2 separate regions of the Gossypium hirsutum genome follow, and region 1 is linked to region 2. The links are chromatin contacts, called in public Hi-C maps. All regions are on one chromosome and are shown on one strand. Each heading gives the region's core, a stretch centred on a gene start, on an enhancer-like site or on the middle of the called end of the contact. The rest is flanking DNA. Distances are from core to core; before and after follow the strand shown.

Region 1 (6,522 bases), core at 233-2,732, 300 kb before region 2:
CAAAAAAAGGTAAAATTATTTAAAGATTAAGCCATATTACCTACAGAATTCCACATTTCTCTGATAAGGTTCGGGAAATCATTATGCTTCGTCCATCTTGCTAAAAATCTGAAAAGTTTGCCTTGTGATATGCTAAGGTCTGTCCTAGTAGATAGCAAGAGGGGCCTATGGTCAGACTTAATACGAGTGAGGTGATGGACTGTGTACTACAAAAAAACAGAAACCCAAGCATCATTAGCTAAGGCCTAATCAAGTCTGACAAAAGTACCACCTCTTTTCCAAGTGAAGGATGGCCCACTATACCCCAAATCCTGTAGTACATAAGAGTCAACAAAATTACCAAATAAATTGCAACGCTTACCTACGAAGATAGTGCTTTTTTTATCTGAAAGAGATAAAATAGCATTAAAATCTCCCATAATTAACCAAGGAAAAGAATGATTAGGGATAACAGATCTTAAGCCTTCCCAAAGAAGCTTTCGTTTAGACCTATTTGGACTGACATAAGCAAAAGAAATGTAGAACAAATTATTAGGACTAAGATTATCAACATGTAAGAAGATAAATTACGGATGATTATGAATAATATGGACTTGGATAAAGCCCTTCAATCTAACCCATATGCCTCCTAAAAAACCAACAGCTTCAACCCGATGTGAGTAGTTAAAACCCAATTTATCAATAATAAAATTAGCCTTTTTACTACTCACTCTCGGTTCCACCAAGCAAACAATGTCAGGCCTGTAGTCCGCGTTGTATTCCCGAAAAGTTCGTAAAAAATTTCTACTAGCGCCCCCTTGATAGTTCCAGGAGAAAATTTTTAGATTTAAAGCCATAAAAAATTTGATATAATATAAGAAAAAAAAGAAAAAAAGTAAAGTAAACAAATCCCCAATTCTAATATAAAAAGATATATAAAATACCAAAATAAAATAAAAAAATCCATCAAAAAAACCTTACTGTTCAGGGACATTAGCTCTCTCTTTTTCCACCCAAGCTCAATTTCTATTTCATTACCAAGATTAGATTTTGAAAGAGCCGAAATACTCTCGACAAGTTGCTCCATCGAATCCTTTAGGTACAGTCTCTGGATTCCCGAAGTTTTGAAATGGATATTGTTGCCATAAAAAAATTTGGCATGTTTTTTAGCAGCTCCTCTACCTCTATTTCTAAGCACCTTATCTGAACCAGAAGGATTTGCCGGAGAAGAATTCAGAATCTTAGAAGAGGGAAGACTGTTACTTTCCTTGGCGTGAGTGCTTTCATGGAAAGCAACTTTCGAATATTTGCCGGAATCAAGATTTCCAACATCCAAAGGTACGCCACTTCTGTCTCGCCCTGCGTCCTTCGAATCTGGCCGAATAGATAAACCTTTACCTTCAAGTCGGAGACTCAAATCAGCGCCAGGTTCTATTAACAAACCTGCCTCAGCTGAAAACCACCTATCCCTTCCAGCAGCATCAGTACTTTGTTGGGCTGCTGAATTTGGATCAGCTTGATCCAATAGACCCTGGGCCTGCCCAATTGGAGTATTTCCAAGGCCCAATCCGTTAACCGTCTCCTTAAAAACCTGTGAATTTTTTTCAGCCTAATAATAGGCAGATTGGGCTCCACATTAAGTCCAATATTCTCTCTAATGAACGAGCCACCAGCCTCCATCGAACCTACCTACTTTAAATTACTATTATTAATGATTTTTTCCTTTTCTATGCAACCATTGAAGTGAGGAGCAGTATTGTTCTCAAGGAAATTACCATACATAGCTTCTTTCTCTTTGTAGTGCCTAGAATCAGGCAAATCTCCCTTATAATCCTCTTTGTGCGTATCGCTATTATTAAGGATTCTGAACCGAGATCCTTCTTTTCTAGCCTTTTGATTATCTAAGGAAATTGGCACATTTTCTCTAATTTTTCGCCTTAATTCCTTTCAACGATCATCCAAGGTCTGAAATTTCTGTCCTTTTTCTCCAAACCATCTCCGGCTGTGTTTTGAAGCTCTAATGATAAAACAGACATGGCGTTCTCCTTTTCACTGGTAGTTCTAGAATTTCTAAAAGAACAAGAATTTTCCACATGTCTGTACCTTCCATAGTGGAAGAAAATTGTTGATAGAGACTCGTATTCTACATTCTGTTTATGACCATTAATCGGAATACATGACACCAAAGGCTTTTCCATATCAACGTAAACAACCATTCTAGCAAAGCACCCCCTAGCCCTGCTATCCGTGTTCATATCCAATTTAACCACTTTTTCCAACCATTTCCCCTATTTTAGTAATAATTTTATAATTGTATAAATATCCAGGTAAACTAGGAAATCTGATCTATGCCATTAGGTAAGCCTGTGTGGGATCAAAGGTTAACGTCCAAGGCTGAACAGTCAAAATATTGACAAAAAATGATCCACGGTCCTTCAGATAATGTCTTTTCACAATCCAGCTTATTCTAAAATTTCACCAGGAAATATCCATTTTCAATGTCCATCATATGTAAATGTGTTGATGGTCTCCACATGTTGCATAATTTATTCTACAAAACCGAGAATCCAATGTTACGACCAAGAAGTTTTAAAATCACGATGTTCTTCATACCTTGAATGAGGATTTTGTGAATCTTGTCTGAGAAAGAAATGGAAGGCACCCCATTGACAACTGATTTCTGAATATCCCCATCCAAGATATCAAGATCATTTTTTCCTTCTGATCCATTGAATGTATCCTTTGACAATTGGCCGACGAGCATGTCCCTCCACGAGATAGGTTTTTCCAGAGACAAATCAATCATCATGTTATTAGTAGTATCATCTTTTTTTCCTCTGAATTTAACCTTCTTAGGAATCAACTCCTACATAATGGATTTTTCAGAAACAGTGTTTTCATAGAGAGCACTCATGTCTTTCCTTATTGTATTGAATGTTTTAAGTGGTTATGTAATGAATGGTAAATAGATTGGAATTTGTTGAATGGTATGATATGGTGAATTTATTGCAGATGTTCAATGAATTGGTATGAAAAATTGTTATATGTCTATATATGATAATAGAAACTCTTGGCATGATGGAGTGTGAATTGGTTAAATATTGAACTTGAATTCATTGTGTTCATTTGCTAATGCTAATGTTGCATTGATTTGAATCATGAAAGGACCATTGAGATTTCCCGCTCAACGTACGATTGTTTCTTTCCGTGCGTAGTTTTTAGTAGATATCAAGATTTTGAAACGTGATACAACATCCAATCAAAAGTTCTTGAATCAACAATGTTTGTATAATTCCTTTTATTTTGATATATGACATGTACCTAAATTTTGAGTTTAATTTGTATTTAAATGGTTGTGGTGAATGTTGAATTGCCAATGTGTTGGAGTCAAATTCATAACTTGTTAATGATATATATATATATGTTCATGACATAAATAGGTTGAAACGATTAGATGGTTGAAATGGATAAATTTTGATATGTTGAATGTATAATGTATAGGAATTTATGATGCAAGAGAATAAAATTGAGCATATGGAAATAATTAGAATACTAAAATGGTTGAATTGATATACATTTTGAACTAAATGGGTGATTTGAATAGGTACCATTCGGACCATTTGAAAACAAACGATCACATCGAGCTATTACCGTGACGAGATCAAGTCAATGAGTTGCATCACGATGAGGAACCCTTGAAGTCGCAACGTCAACCTGATAAATTGCAAACTTTACATTTTGGTCCTAATTCGACCTCGGGTTATCAAAAGAGCTTTCATAATCTCATATAAGACTTAAATTTGATTGAAAAACAAATTGTGATTGCGTAATGTGGTTAGCGGCACATATAAAAGGGTAAATGGATTCGTAGTTGCTCTGGCAACAAATGTGGCATCCCGTAACTCGGACTCGACAATTGGGTCAAGTATGGGGTGTTACAACTACATTAAAAAAATCTAATAATCTCCCAATTGGACTATATGTATATATTTATCACCTTATAATGGTATGTTACCATCACCTTATGATCTTAAAAGTCTACCATTTAACCAAAAATTATTCTAAATAATTTTGCTCATCAGTAATGTTAACATAGAACTATGACAACTCTCGTAAAATATATTGTAATTAAATCCATTCATGATCAAGATTAAAATTTTCATTTCCAAATGAACAAGAATAACTAAATTTGTTTAATGCTAAAATGAAAATTAAGTTTTACCTAAAAATGGTGTGACAAATAAATCTAAATAAAATCTAGTTCTTAATAATGATCTAAAAGTTCATATTGTTTCAACTTCAACCAAATTATTGTCACCTATATAAATGCATCTTTAACCATCTTTTGGCTTATGGTAATTTTGGCAACCTTGCATAGACACATTGATGTGAATTGTTGCGTTAAAATCTATTCACTGAGTGTGTCTAGGTATTGTTAATGAAGTTTTGGCACTATGGCAAAGCCTAAGGCCTTGTGATCCTTATGGCCCAAATTTGACTCCCATTTTGTATAAATCATGAGTGGGTTGTCTCCGAGTTTATTATAGCTTAAATCTCACCATGTGTCAGTCCTATTTAGAAATATTTTAGTTTGGCTTCGTATTTAGTTCGATTGTAATTTATAATGCTTGATTTTGGCTGTAGTTGATTTTTATATGTATTACTTGTAATTGTATATGTACTTGTAAACTTAAAAAAAAAGTGGGTGTCTAGGTATTGAAGTCAAATTAATCTCAAAGCAAACAAAATTAAGAAATGTATATCTCTTTGTGTGCCAAGCATGATAAATGGTATAATTCTTCTTTTGATGACCTGTTGTACACAAAAGAAACAAACATCCTTGATTTTTTTTTGTGATGTCTTATCCAAAGTTTTCACATTTTTCTTTGTATACCTCATAAAAGTTAGATTTGCCAAGAGCATACTAGTTTTAGCCTTTCTATTTTATTTTATCTTTTTTTCAATGTCGGCTATGAATTACTTTGCATGATAATCTTATCGAACATAATGCCTATGAATATTTTCAAAATGGTAAAAGGTAATCAAAAATAGGTGACGATAATTCGATAGAAGTTGAAGCAATATGACTTTTAGAATATCATAATAAAAAAAATTAGATGTGAAACGTACATAAATCCATTGATATGCTGAAATCTTTGAGTCTTGAGGTTTTGAACTTTCAAATAAGCACAACTTTTAGAGAATGCGATTCTCTTTGCTGAAGATGAAATGTCAAACAAGTTACTTTTATATATTTAATTTGGGTACATTAAATTTTTCATGTTAATCTTAATTTCAAACTAAAAGTATTGGCAAAAGTTTTAACTACCATTCCATACAAGTCAAGACAAGATTTATCTATTTTTATATTTGAGCTATCTTCCCAATATTTTGTCAAGTATTAAATATTTTAACTTCTTTTACATTTTTATCATTTTTTTTACATTTAAGAGTAATAAAATTTTAATTCATTTTTATTATATTTAAATTAAGGACATAAATTGAATTCAAAATAAATAATTATAAATTTTTATGTAATAATAAAATAATTTTGTTAAAATTATTAATTATATTAGTAAAAAATACTAATATATTTATATTTATATTTATGTAGAATTTAATACATATGATATATATATATTAGATCATGGCACATCAATAATATGAGTGGAAATAATTATGTAATAAATTTATTAAAATTTGACATAAAAGTTAATTATGACTTTAGTTGAAATGATAAAGTTGCGAGAGTGAACATAAAAGTATTACGTATCTATCTCCTTAAAAGAAACATAATTATTTGAAGGATCAAATCATTTATTCATATCTTTCTCACCACCAAGTTGTGAAAATTATGTGTTTGAATCTCAAAAATAATAATTTTAATCAATACAATGGTAATATACATCGCACTCTAAAAAAATACAAGTTCAAAACCTTGAAAACGATATTATTAATAGAAGCAGCTACAAATCAGAAATTTGAATAATAATAAAAAAAAACTATAAAATTTATGGGTGGGAGTACTTGATTGAGACATATATAGAAAACCTAATAATCTTAAACTTTATAATGATCGATATTATATTCACTTGACATGCTTCAAATAATTAAAATATCTAAAAGAATGGAGTTCATAATTATGAAGAATTGAGTTCCATGAACCGACACCAAAGTGATGGAAATGACCCACATGAGACCCAAACTGGAAAACAAGATGGGGTTACAGGGTTCCATTGGAGGTAACATCAGGACAAAGCTTTTTCATCTTTTGAAGGTGAAGACAAAACATGCAGATGCAAAAAAGGTAGAAAGAAGAGGAGAAAATGAAGGATTTAATCTCCTAAACTAAAGCATTTGGTCGGCAAAACTAAATAATGTGAAGGCTCTTTTTTCATCTTAGCTTGTCTGTTTGCTTCGTGGAACTTTGTGAAATATCAAAGATTAACAATATTATACTGATAGCTTGGTCTTATTGCAGGTCTGCCATGCGTGCAAATTTGCATATGGACCCTCTGTTGGTCAGGATTTATGACTTTAGGG
Region 2 (6,288 bases), core at 882-3,381:
GTTTATTTGTTCTTGTTCTAAGAACATGATGGCGATGTCGTGTTAAATACGAGTTTGGGTTTGTTTGATATAAATATGTTTATGTTTTCTGAAGTTGTATGCTTATGTCTAAAATTTTTCAAATATGGCAATTGATCTCAAGTATCAATTACAAGAGTTTTTAAGAAAAATGTAGGGTTTACAAAAACTTAGAGATTATTACCATGTATTTGATAAGGAAAGTTTAAATCTACTTTGATGACTATATTATGCAAAAACTTGATGTAGTTTGATCTGAGCTTATAAAAGATTTATGATTTTGTAATAGGACATGTTTGGATATTATAAAAGAATTTAACACATTATTTCAGAAGGTTATGGTGGAGGAGTACCAAGAAAATTTTGAATGAAATTATATATAAGCTACATGTTGAAGAGTTACAATTACTATGTTGAGTAAAAGAGAAAATTATTATAACAGAAAATCATACGAGGTTTAATTTTTAACAAAATTGGAAGAGTCACAAATAGTCTCATTTAAAACTCAAGTTCTTAAATAGAATATTCCTACAAATTAATTTGATGAGATTCAACAAATTATGCATATATCCTCTAACACTACCAAAAAAAATTACAAATTTTAGGATAATTAAAAGGTGAAGAAACCACCTCTATTTATAGTAATACAAACACTCCTCACCTTTGTATTTTTTAAATGCAACACATTATTAATTACATAGCCAGATATATTTTAAAAACCTAAAGATCAATCTACCCCTCCCAAAAGTTATAACCGCAACCCTTAAACTAGATTCTCAACTAGTGTAGTTAAGACTTGAAACCCAATAAACTTTCACAGTTTTTTAATATATACAATTGAATAACTTAACAATAAAAAAAATTGGAAGAGTTGTTAAATTAGCTTACTAATGCCTTTTGGCCTTATTGATGCCCTACTACATTTCAATCTTTAATGAAAGTTTTTCTTTTATTTGTATTATTGAGGTGGGAGAAAAAGTCTATTTGAAGATCCAACCTTACAAGCAAACTACACTAGCTTTTAAGAAGCAGCTTAAGCTTTCTTTCAAGTGCTTTTGCCCTTATTCTATAATTACCAAAGTGGGGTCAATAGTTTATAAGCTCAAATTACCAAATAGTGCTAAAATCCATAATGTGTTTTATGTTATCTCCTAAAAAAGAAAAAAAAAAAAACTCTAGGTTGCTGGTGATGGGCAACCCCTTGTGTACCTAGTTGTCATATTGGACAAGAGAATAACTAAAAGGGGAAACAATGTAGGACAATCCAAGACCATAACAATGAACCAAGGAGTTAGGCAAAGGGGATTACTACTCAAATTCACATGCACCAAGAGACAAATTATTGAAGAATGAAGGACGCAACTGGAATGTTGAGCTGGCATAATACAAAGTAGCTGTATAGGAAATTTGTTAAGCTTAGGTCATAGTTGTTGGTTATTGGTTTATGTAATTTGTAGTTATAGACCTCACTATTTATGCGTGACTATATGTGAAAATAAGCTTTATGAAATGAAATTATTAAAGGAAAAACTCTACCTTTTTTCTTCTTTCCTTCTCTGGTCTCATATCATCTTCTTTCTTCCATAACACTAACTGGAGTTTATTTTTTCTGCAGCAATACAAAGCTAAAATTCAATTAAAACAATGAGCAATTGATCACTTATATCAACAAAATGAAGTCCTATCCCTATTACAATGAAGGACCATGGAACAATAAAAAATCAAGGTTAAGATAAGTAAGGTTGGAGTGATCTTACCAAGTTCTTGAAGCTTTTAAGGAGAATTTGTTGGTTTAAGAGGGAAAAAAGGGAAAAACATTAATGAAGGTGAAAATTTGAAAGAAAATTTTTTCAACTCAAGCTTTTTTTAGCATGAATTAGTTATTTTGAAAAACACTACAAAACTAACAATAGCATTTTGGTTTGACTTGAGTTTTTAGAATTTTTAACTGATCACTTTAGAATTAGCATATTAGTATCTTATTAGAAGACTTGTTCTGATTTTTTAATAAGATTCTTAGAATCATCTGTTAATAGTCAAGATGGCCGAGTTGGTCTAAGGCGCTAGTTTCAGGTACTAGTCCGAAAGGGCATGGGTTCGAATCCCATTCTTGACAAAAATAAATTTTTACACTTTTTTATCATATTAGAAACGGGGCTTCCTATTTTTTATCATATTGATGCTTGCTGAATTTATGTGTTCGAATCCCATTCTTGACAAAAATAAATTTTTACACTTTTTTATCATATTAGAAACGGGGCTTCCTATTTTTTATCATATTGATGCTTGCTGAATTTATGTGTAGTGTTGGGCCAAACTAAATAGTCAGACTTGGAGCAAGTGTTTGAAGAGCCCGCAACTGCCAATCCTAATCCCAAAGTTCTTCCAACCACAATGAGTGGGATCCTTGTTTCAACCAAACACCCATATGAAACCATGTTAATGTCGGTTGCAATTAGCAGTTAAACCCCCCACAAAACAACAGTAGCCATACCGGAGCTGGAAAGTGAAAAAAGCCTCTTGGTTTTTGCCTTTCAAGGGTCTCTCAACCCAGCAGTAGCCATGGGAGTGAGCTTGGAAGGACAGAAGGTGATAATGGTACCATACATGGAAGCACATGTCCCAAAGTACCACCTCTGGATGCAAGACCCTGCTCTCCTTCAAGCCACCGGATCAGAGCCCCTCTCCCTCCAACAGGAATACGATATGCAGCTCTCCTGGAACCAAGACCCTCTCAGTTCTTCTCTCTCTCTTTTACTTCCTTTTCTGATTGTTTATACCAATTTCTCAATTGGGTTTTCTTCTTCTTTAATTTAATGATTAAGCTTGGTTTTCAACAGAGAAAACTTTCATTGTTTTGGATAAGGAGATGGTCGGGGAAAAGTTTGTTCATGGAAATCCTCATGTGGAAGGTCACCTCATCTACTACCTTTTTCTTAATTGCACAGAATTTAGTGAAACCCTTTGATTTCTTCAGCGTATTGTTTTGGACTGATATGGAGTTGATGGTAAACGATGATCCAGCCATGGTCGGGGATGTGAATATCTACATGAATGATTTGGATGACCCTCAATTAGCAGAGATTGAAATTATGATAGCTGAACTAAAAAGGTACTTGCTTTGCACTTCTTCACAATCAACAAAATCTATTTCTTAACTGACATCGCTCTCTTTCCTTCATACTTGTGTAATCATTTTGAATCATCAACATGGAATTTCTTGCACTTGATTCCTTTTCTTTCTAAGAATTTGTTGGGTTTGTTGCTTTTCTCTTTTTTTTCTTTTCATTCTGATTAATCATTTATGAGCAAGAGTGCTGTGGAAATTGAGTAATGGTTTAATGTAAATAGAACTTTTACACCATCGTATACAACATATGCTGATGAATACCGACTGTAATTGCCTTATTCATAGGTTTGTTGTCATTGTGTGTGTACAGCAACTGTGTCCCTTTATGTTCTTGGTAGACTCCAGCGCTCAGTTTTCGTAAGATGTTTGTATTGAATGCTTAGATACTTGATGATTCGATAATACAACTCTTGTGAGGAGAAAAGAATAATGAAATGATGGATGTTGACAATTGGCAAATAATTTACATGCATCTCAGATGAAGAAGTTAACTGGCAATTTGGATTCTCATTTCTTGCTGTTATGTGTCATGGCACATATATGCTTTCCTTACTTGTTCAGATGTACTCTCCTTTAAGTGGCTTGGTCATTCTGATATTTGTGTCTGGCTTGGTTTCGATATTTCAAGTTGAGTGTTATTCTAGTCGCATTTTTTAGGATAAAGTTGACGACCTTGTTTTTGCTGTGATAAAATCTACTAGGAAAACAAAACAATGTAGCAAAACTGTAAAGTTGATCTAGATTCCCTTTTAATCTTCTCTTATTTTTCATGCTAGAATAGCCGTGGTAAGGGCCTTGGGAAAGAGTCTGTCCTGATGATGATGGCCTATGCAGTTCAAAACTTCAGAATCCATGTCTTCCGTGCTAAAATTGGAGCATCAAATGGGTCATCTCTTAGTTTGTTTCGGAAATTGGTCTCTGTTTTGCTCTCTCCCCTTACACACTCATACTTGCATTCATGTTCTTAAAAAGCTTATTTTTCTTGTTCCTACTTTCGACACATTCATGCTAAGGCATTTGAAGGATTAATGTCCAGGCTTTTGCATGGAGGTTAAGAGATACAATACAGTAGATGCATGAATGCTTACTTGTCTTATTCTTGTTCTTGACATGCCATTACGGTTGTAGGGCTTCAAGGAGACTTCTTATAGCGAAATCTTCAAGGAGGTGAGATTTTCCTTATGCCATCAGAAGTGTTCAGGGCACACCCGTCCCTGGTTTCTTACGACATAGTAGTTGCTGAGTCTGATAGTGGGTGATCTCTTAAGTTCCCTTGTTTTGTTTTGTTTTGTTTTGTTTCATTCATGCATGACCGGTAGGTAACATTGGAATTGGCGGTGACGGAGCAAAAGCAAGAGGAGCTTCTGCAGTTGTTGGGCAGTGTGGTTACACATGCATAGCCTCCGGGAGGCCGTAATTTATTTTCCCCTAAAACTTATTAACTGTCATCATACATGTATCTGTGAGTTGTAGAAACTAGAATTGTAGATGATTCCCTGTTTTGGGAAAAGGGTTTTGATGTTTATGATGATGATCAATGCTGGAAACTTACATTTGCAATAATGATAAACAATGATGAATGGCTTTAGCATTAACTGATTAATGACAATCCACGAGGATTTTGCCACTCTTTAGTATAATGTCTGAATATATAAAATATGGTACCGGTTCGATTAGTTAGATTAAATCCTTATATTTTTTGTACATTTAAAATTTAGTCTCTTTATTTTTATTTAATAAAATTTAACCTTTCTATTTTTTTTTTCATTTAAAATGCAAGTCTAATTTGTTAACTTTATTAATATCCTTCTTTCAAATCGGAATAAATATTTCTTGTTTCAAATATCATATCAACTAATTTCATAGAAAAAATTTAATGGTGCTAATAATTAGATTTGAATTTTAAATTCTAAAAAATTTAAGGACTAATTCATAAAAATAAAAATAGTGGGATTAAATTATAAATGTACAAAAAAATATAGACTTGAAGCTTATTTTAACCTTATTAATTTTACATATATTATCCTCAACATTCACATTGGATTGGATCTACATCTGTTCAAAAATGAGGTAAGAACACTAATTTGTAATTGAAGTATGTTGAATAGTATTAAGATATATTAGTTAGTTATTAGTTGGTATATTTGTAATTTTTTCAGTTTGTCTGTTAGGTAGATAGCTATTAGTTTGCAATTGTGTAACTATTTTTCAGTTAGTTAGTGGATGAGCTAAGAAGATCAATTAGGCTTCTTATTAATATTGTTCAAGCTTAGCTAATGCATTAGAATTCTTGTATAAATTCCATAGCTCGGTCCTTTGGATTACTAGAACTGATGAAATAAAATAAGTAGTCCGATTTTTGTTTCTTTGCTATTGTTTTGGTGAGTTTGAATATGGTATCAAAGCTAGTTGATTTGCAGTCGTGAAAGGTGGTTGTTTGTTGTTAAATTGTGTGCATTTTAGGTTTTAGGTGTGGTTTTTCTATGACTCTAGAAACTGAGGTCAGTTCAAGGAATAATGTTAGTCCATAACATCCTTCTTCAAATGCTGGTGAACAAGTGAATTTTCAAGTCGTAGAACGAGTTTCATTGTAACAGCCCGTTTTTAGTCAAATTAGAACAGTGATTTTGGGACCACAAATCTGAGGTTAAAATATTTATTTTATTATTTTATTAAAGTTTACAGTATGATAGAATTACTGTGCGAAAGTTTCGTAAAGAAATTTTACTGTTTGAATGCTTAATTTGGTAAAAAGGACTAAATCACATAAAGCGTAAAACTTGTGTTCTATTAGCTAAAAGTATCTAATAGCTATAGAACAAGTAAAGGTCCTTAAGTAGTAATTAACCCATTTGAGAGTTAGTGGATGATAGTGGCATGACATTTGGTGTAATTAATAAATGTCATTAAGGTTCAATTTGTAATTAGATAAAAAAAGGTTAATTAAAACAAAACAAAAAGAATTTTGTGTCCATCTTTTTCTCTTTTAGCTGAATTTTGCAAGAAGAAAGCCAAAGAATTAGGTTTCATTCGGCTATTGATTTATAAGCTCAATTAGGTATGATTTTTGTTCTGTTTTTAATAATTTTTACGTTTTTGGGATCATTACTTCATATTCTAGCTAGCCCGTACCTTAGATT

What was found. A called contact is a pair of places that touch in the nucleus more often than the background predicts.
Region 1: a contact with region 2 is called in a Hi-C map of leaf, with 2.8 times the contacts expected there. The contact joins the enhancer-like site here to the promoter of LOC107952802 in region 2. A contact is called at or near these places in 8 of 34 Hi-C or Micro-C datasets (callus, fibers, hypocotyl and 1 more).

The regions. Positions count from the first base shown.
Region 1 is chrA07:64,915,286-64,921,807 of Gossypium_hirsutum_v2.1, reverse strand. It overlaps LOC121231922 (a long non-coding RNA gene), which reads left to right. Exons shown (of 2, transcript XR_005930082.1): 1 at 1-1,317; 2 at 3,584-3,809. Among protein-coding and RNA genes, the nearest start is that of LOC121231922, 6.6 kb to the left of the region's middle. Within about 2 kb of position 1,482, at least 9 of the 9 cell types and tissues checked have an H3K27ac peak or open chromatin away from gene starts, as enhancers often do. A contact at or near this core is called in fibers, hypocotyl and leaf, where this site is marked.
Region 2 is chrA07:64,614,198-64,620,485 of Gossypium_hirsutum_v2.1, reverse strand. LOC107952802 (N-acetyltransferase 9-like protein) reads left to right here and starts at 2,131. Exons shown (of 6, transcript XM_016887981.2): 1 at 2,131-2,755; 2 at 2,859-2,930; 3 at 3,043-3,130; 4 at 3,930-4,062; 5 at 4,277-4,315; 6 at 4,468-4,743. The coding sequence starts at 2,581. The coding sequence ends at 4,548. TRNAL-CAG (transfer RNA leucine (anticodon CAG)) reads left to right here and starts at 2,054; the gene lies at 2,054-2,134.